Linked DNA regions of Sus scrofa: region 2 is linked to region 1. A link is a contact called in public HiChIP or PLAC-seq data. All regions are on one chromosome and are shown on one strand. Each heading gives the region's core, a stretch centred on a gene start, on an enhancer-like site or on the middle of the called end of the contact. The rest is flanking DNA. Distances are from core to core; before and after follow the strand shown. Region 1 overlaps DNM3 (dynamin-3). Region 2 overlaps DNM3 (dynamin-3).

Evidence for each region. HiChIP or PLAC-seq counts read pairs in DNA pulled down with a chosen protein or histone mark.
Region 2: a contact with region 1 is called in an H3K27ac HiChIP or PLAC-seq map of skeletal muscle, with 3 times the contacts expected there. The contact joins two enhancer-like sites. A contact is called at or near these places in 2 of 47 Hi-C or Micro-C datasets (embryonic fibroblasts and epiblast stem cells) and 1 of 2 datasets of contacts at active chromatin or transcription factors (skeletal muscle).

What each region holds. Positions count from the first base shown.
Region 1 is chr9:114,704,919-114,707,770 of Sscrofa11.1, forward strand. All of the region lies in intron 16 of DNM3 (dynamin-3), which reads left to right. Among named protein-coding and RNA genes, the nearest start is that of PIGC, 120 kb to the right of the region's middle. Within about 2 kb of position 1,338, at least 16 of the 83 cell types and tissues checked have an H3K27ac peak or open chromatin away from gene starts, as enhancers often do. A contact at or near this core is called in skeletal muscle, where this site is marked.
Region 2 is chr9:114,783,902-114,787,096 of Sscrofa11.1, forward strand. The region is part of intron 19 of DNM3 (dynamin-3); the gene reads left to right. Among named protein-coding and RNA genes, the nearest start is that of PIGC, 40 kb to the right of the region's middle. Within about 2 kb of position 1,925, at least 37 of the 83 cell types and tissues checked have an H3K27ac peak or open chromatin away from gene starts, as enhancers often do. A contact at or near this core is called in skeletal muscle, where this site is marked.

The sequences.
Region 1 (2,852 bases), core at 88-2,587:
AAAATGACAGTAGAAAGTGAAGCACCCTGGAACTTCACTACACCTCTGAATTCAGGACTCTTCCAGGCATAATTCATGATTTAGGACTGCCTTGGAGGCTGAACCTTCCCATAATAAAAGTCTTTTGGGGACATCAGAAAGTCTTTTTGGCTATATTCTACAACTGGACTTTTCTCTGTGTCAAATGACACTTAGGGGATAAGGTCTGTGTATCACTCAATGGTGATGAGGAATGGCCCCAGACTCCCATAAATATTTATTAACATGGTAATGACCACTCTCATGCATATACCCAGCAGTCTCATGCACAAGGCTGAAGATGCTCTTGCTAGCCCTGCTCTGCATAGCTTCATTCTTAGCTTATTCAGCAGCACTTCCCACAGAAATTAGAGCAGCTACATGACCAGTTCCAAAGACTTTAGTTTTTCTTCAATGGAGATATTTCAAGGATCTAAATATAAATGCTGCCACACAGAGTAGTGGAGGAATTATAAAGCATTTAGTGTTTGCCAGTCATGACTATTCTGCCTTTCTCAGAATAGACAATTGGGAAATGATTGAAGGAAACAAAAAAATGGCAAAGCCACCCCACATCCTCTGCTTGTACACTTCTTGTATTTAAGGATTAAGGCCCCCTGCTCTGTGACATCACTGTTGCCACTACAAACAGAACCATCTGCCACGGAGCAGGGAAGCCAGTCATTCCCTAATGTGCAGAAATACTTGGTTGAACTCCTGAAACTTATTTGGTACATCAAAAGCTGCACTGCTGTGGAATGCAATAAACCCCATCTGTTTGAGGTATTTTCAGCAATACTGCACTTCTTTGGAGAACTGGGGTCCCATTATTCTCTAATATAGAACTTTATTCCTGATAAAATTCCCCATAGGGATCTTTATTGCCTTATTGAATTATTGGCATATTCTTTACAAAAGACCCTTTTTTCCCCAACTTCATTCATCCTTGTACAATTATTTATGTATCACATAAACCAATGGTTAATGGTTATATCATGGCAAATCACTGTGTCAAAAAGTTTCTCTACACTATTTTATCAGTGTCTTTAAATTTATGTTTTTATTAAATATGATGGCCATGATGGTACTTGAATTAGACATTTCCCCAGAGTCATCAATTGACGTTGTTTTCCAGAAAATACACTCTCCTGTGATCATTGCCTAGCTGTTCTTTAGAAGACTTCTGTATATATTGCTTCCCCCCACACATGGTCTCTCAAAACTAAATGCCAGATCTCCAGCCCAACCTCTTACTCCACCCTGTGCTCAGGCTCTTCCACAGATGCACACACTTTGCTCACAGCTCTCTGCAACTCTGCATCTCAGCAGAGAGAGAAATTCCTTCTGGGCCCCTTGTGAGAGGAGTTCAGATCTGTTCCCTGCCCATATCCCATCACGTCTCCCCCACAGGATCTGACCTTGAGAGGACTCGGCTGCCCTGGGAGTAATGAATCACCGTTTTATTTTTTTAAGCCATATGTGAGTTAAATTGTTTGATGTAAATCATACTCCTGCAGCTCCAGTTTGAAACAGGAGAGCCATTTGCCTGCCGCCTGTCGCTGTCTGCTCTCTGTGTCTCTATCCAGAGTGTCCCTTTTAGAAATGACTACATTTTTGTGACTAATCTTTCCAAACCCATTTTCTTGAATGTGGACCAGTGTTTATTTTGACTGCCTCCCCACTATACAGTTTTTGCTTCCCATGCCAACCCAAGACAAAACTCATAATTTGCAAAATAAAGGAATGGTACAGATGGAGCGCTTAACTTGGTCTGCTTCCCCTGTCTCCCTTGAACCACCCACTCCTTTCCTCTGCTCTTTTTCTTTCTTTCTTTTCTTTTTTTTTTAACCATCTTCTTCGAAGCCAAGGATGCGATGTTTGTTTAAAAATGCATTGGCTGATGAAATTTTCCACTGCTTGGCATGTTGGAGGAGGGACTGTCAGGAAAGGGCAAGCCGACATACTAAATACTTTGCCTTTCATGCTAACAGTTCACTTATTACCAATTCAAACCAATGCTTTTTGGCCAGTTTCCCGTACTTTCAGTATTTCAAGTAGAAAGAAAGGGGGAAAATCTCTGTCATCATTTTGTGCTGTTATAAATGTATGATTTCATTTAATATAAGCAGATTCTTTGACTTGTCCATGAGCTCTGATTATGTATGTGTATGAATGGGATGTCAGTGAATGGTTAAATTATTTGTTTGGATTTTGCTCTAGCATGAAAAACCTCGTGATTTTAAAATAAATTTATGTTTAACATATTTCTTCTTCATTTTTTTTCCTTGCGGCTACATGCACAGGGGAACAACAAAGTAAGTTCTTTGTCCTACTGCAGCTCCTCTATCTTTCCAGCCCCTACCCCCTTTCTGCATGTGCCTGGACGAGGGTATTTTCATGCATTTTGAAATGACCAATGCCTGTGACAATGCACAGAAAATGGAGGGTGTGCAAATTTTGGAGGAAACAAAGCTTGGACTACCATCATGGCTGTTCATTTTTGACCTTTTAGAAGGGAAATATCATATTCCTCAGGATTGGTTATTGGACAGTGCAGAGAGGTTGTTCTTATAAGGAAATAGATCAACACTGAGAGCAAAGATTATGGAGATTTAATAATGAGGACTCTTCTGCAGAAAGGGTACAACAGTCTGATGAAACAGTGCAGCTGAAGTTTTTGACCAAAAATCAAAGCTCTCATGTTAATGTGCAGTTATAAAAACCCTGAACTGGAGTCTTAAATAGCAGGATGACTGGCTTTGTTGGTGAAACTGAACTAGATCAGTGCTCTGGCTTTGAAGGTGCCTTAAAATGGATGGAGGAGGGTGGGGTCA
Region 2 (3,195 bases), core at 675-3,174, 80 kb after region 1:
AACGAATAAGTATTCGAAAACTCATTTTAAAGCATCGTATCTTTGAATAAACATATTGAAATGGTGTTTCTCACTTTTGCTTAAAACTTTGGTGTGTGATTGATGACCTCTTGTAGGTTTCCTTCTTTTTTACTACCCTCGCCTCCTTCCATCCGGGACATTTTCTCTTTGATATGCAGTGTTTACTCAATCTTCTAGGTGACCAAACAACACTTGGGGCACTTGTACTAATAACTATTGCTGCTATGTTGTTCCTGTCCCTGTAGAGCAAGAAGTCTCAGTGAAATATTCTTGAGAGTCAACAAGGAATCTTTGCAATTTACGAGTCCTTTCATAGTCTCCGTAGACTGTTCAGTATTCTGTCTAAATGTAGTTATTTTTTTATCATGAGAGTTAGCTTTTCTATTTTCGTCTATGGATTTCATACCACTTATTAAAGCGCATTTTATGTTGTAAAAATATGTGGCTAGAATAATGAAGGTAACACTGACCCTTGTCTCCAGTCCAGAAAGCAAATCAGAAAAGCAAGGCTTTAGGACATTTCTCTTTACGGTATTCTCATTGCACTCCTGCTTTGCACCCTAGTCTTTCTGAGTCCGCTTGTCTCGCACTTGGGCCCTACACCCAATCATACAGGACAGTCTTCCTTTGGTTACTCCGGCCGGACACCTGCCTTCTAGCTGTGTTTGGCGGGCCAGCAGGATGAGGTAATAATCAGAAGAAAATGTTCTGGTTCTTTGGCCTCATCTGCACACAACATTATTCAAAACAGTTTTCTGTGAGTGAGAACAGAGTTGCTTTGAGATCCTACAGTGCAGCATTCTGTGGGGGTTAGGAAGAACAAAACTGTAAACTTTTTTGATACCTTCTAGAATAATAGAAATATAAATTATTTCTGCCCTTGCCCATGCTCTCAGTGATGTTTACAGACAGATAGATGTAGAAATGGAAACCTTTCCTTTGTAAACATTCTGGCTTTACTCTCTTCAGGTCCCGCCATCTCCTTAAGCACAGCTCCCAGGGTCATTACAGCAGTGTTTTCCTAAAAGCATCTTTTGTGGACTATTTCTCCAAGATGATGGCAGTCTTTGTAAGACAGATGCCTAAAAGACATATGGTTTTCATAGATTTTTCTGTCTAGACTAGCTTTATTTAGTGACTTTGGGTCTGAATTGGTCTAGTTAAAGTTTCTGTAGGAGCTTGTATAAAATTTTTAAATGTGGGCACACTGCATTTACCATTAAGGTGTAAAACAAAAAGTTTGACTTCTTATTGGCGAGTGAGTAAAAGGGATGGGTTGAAAATTTCCTTCGGGTTAAGTAATTCTGATCATCCTGTATGCTCAGCCGTTCATTCCTCTCCCACAGCACTGTCCAAAATGGAAAGGCTTACCCTAAAAATCCAGTAACTCTTAAATTCATATGCTTCTCACTCTTTTTTCTGAATAAATTCTTTGTATTCCAGTTGTGTGTGTGTGTGTGTGTGTGTGTGTATGTGTGTTAGAAAGCTCTAATTCCTTCTGCAGACTCTTTACATGGCCCAAGGGACATATGATTCCTTGCCCTTTTAGCACCAGTTTTTACAAACACAGCATTTCCCTCATTTTAAAAAAGCGCCCAACAAGCCACTGAGTAAAGGAAACGAACATTCAGGAATTTTTGTATGCGCCTTCAAACGCCGATGAAATTTTCGTTTTAAAATGTGGTTTTTGAGCCTGTGTCAAAGACTCATTTAGAAACAATATGACCCTTCAGGAGGAAAAGAATAGTTTCTAGACTTGCCAAGAAATCGGCCTTTTGCTCTCTGTTTTGTAAGAGCTAACACCACACATCCATTCCCAGTTTAACTGCATATCAGAACGAAGAGGCTCATGGAAGGGAGAAAATGTGGGCTGTTCTGTCTCCACCAGTCTCATCACTTGGCTTCGCACTAAGCATTTAATTGGACTCGGTCACATATTTGTCCACTGACATGGCAGCTTGCAAGGCACACTGCCTCTCTGTTTTTCTGTTTGCTTTCAGCTTTTTTGTTTTTAAATTTTTAAATCTAAGGCATGTTAGAGCTCCTCCTGCTGGAATCTTTCTTTCTAAGTCCCTGGGATTCTAATTAGTAAACGGTAACTCATCTCTGTTTTTTCCACTCACACTGATACAAGTGACCAGAAAATGCCACGTGGTGCATTTAAAACTGGCCTTTTAATTCATGGTGTATACAGGTCAGGCAGAAATGAAATGCTGGTACAACATAAACTCTAAGTCTTCAAATTTCTCATGCTCAGTTTTTTGTTGTTGTTGTGGTTACAAAAATAAGAGAATTAGAAAGTTAACTTTCACATCAGTATTTATATTTACATATTTACCTTCTAGAGGTAAGACCCTAAGTCACATACTCATGCCAGAAGGATTCTTGCTCTCTATCAGAAAGGGGCAGAGGGTCTTTTCCAGCTTTCCAAAGCAGAAATTAATTTTGCAGTTTTGTACTAGATCCAAGGTGTTGCCTTTCCCCTCTTTATCTTAGCTTCTCTTTCTTCTTCTCCCTGACTTGAGATGACAAAGGAGTGTGCATCTCCAAAGTGGAAGTTTGCCTCTCCCAGTAGCTAGTCCTTAGCACCTCCTTCCCAACCTCTCCTCCTTCCCCCAAAAGTCTGAGTTGGCCAACCCCTTCCCCTGGTGCCTGGGGTGGGAGTGAGGGGAAGGGCAGGGAGAAGAGGACAGAAGCAGATGAAGAGGGTTAGAAATAGTTTTACCCCAGCTACCATCAATGGGACTAGGTTTCTCCATACAGCATGTAAGTTCTTGGAGATCTCTCTGGGGGTTTCTTGAAAGAAAGAAGAGGTAGAGAGGGAGAGAGAAGGGAGGAAGGGAAGAGGGTGGAGAAAGAGAGAGAGAGAAAATCATCAGAGGGGACACTGCCTAAATTCATCCAACAGCCATGAGCATGTAAATCTCTTTAAAAACCACATCCTTTCTCTCTGTGTAGTTTTCTCATCACTGTATTCTGTAACCTTCTGCTTCTTTGCATATCTTTTAGTCTTCTGTACCCAGCTTATCTGTGTCAGTGATATAGTACAGAGGCTAAAATACAAAAATTAATCTCAAAAATAATGCTTTTTAGGAATCATATTTTAAAACAACTAAAAACCCTCTAAAGGCATTTGTTTCATAAATTAGGACTTGGAGCAAAACAAGTAATTTT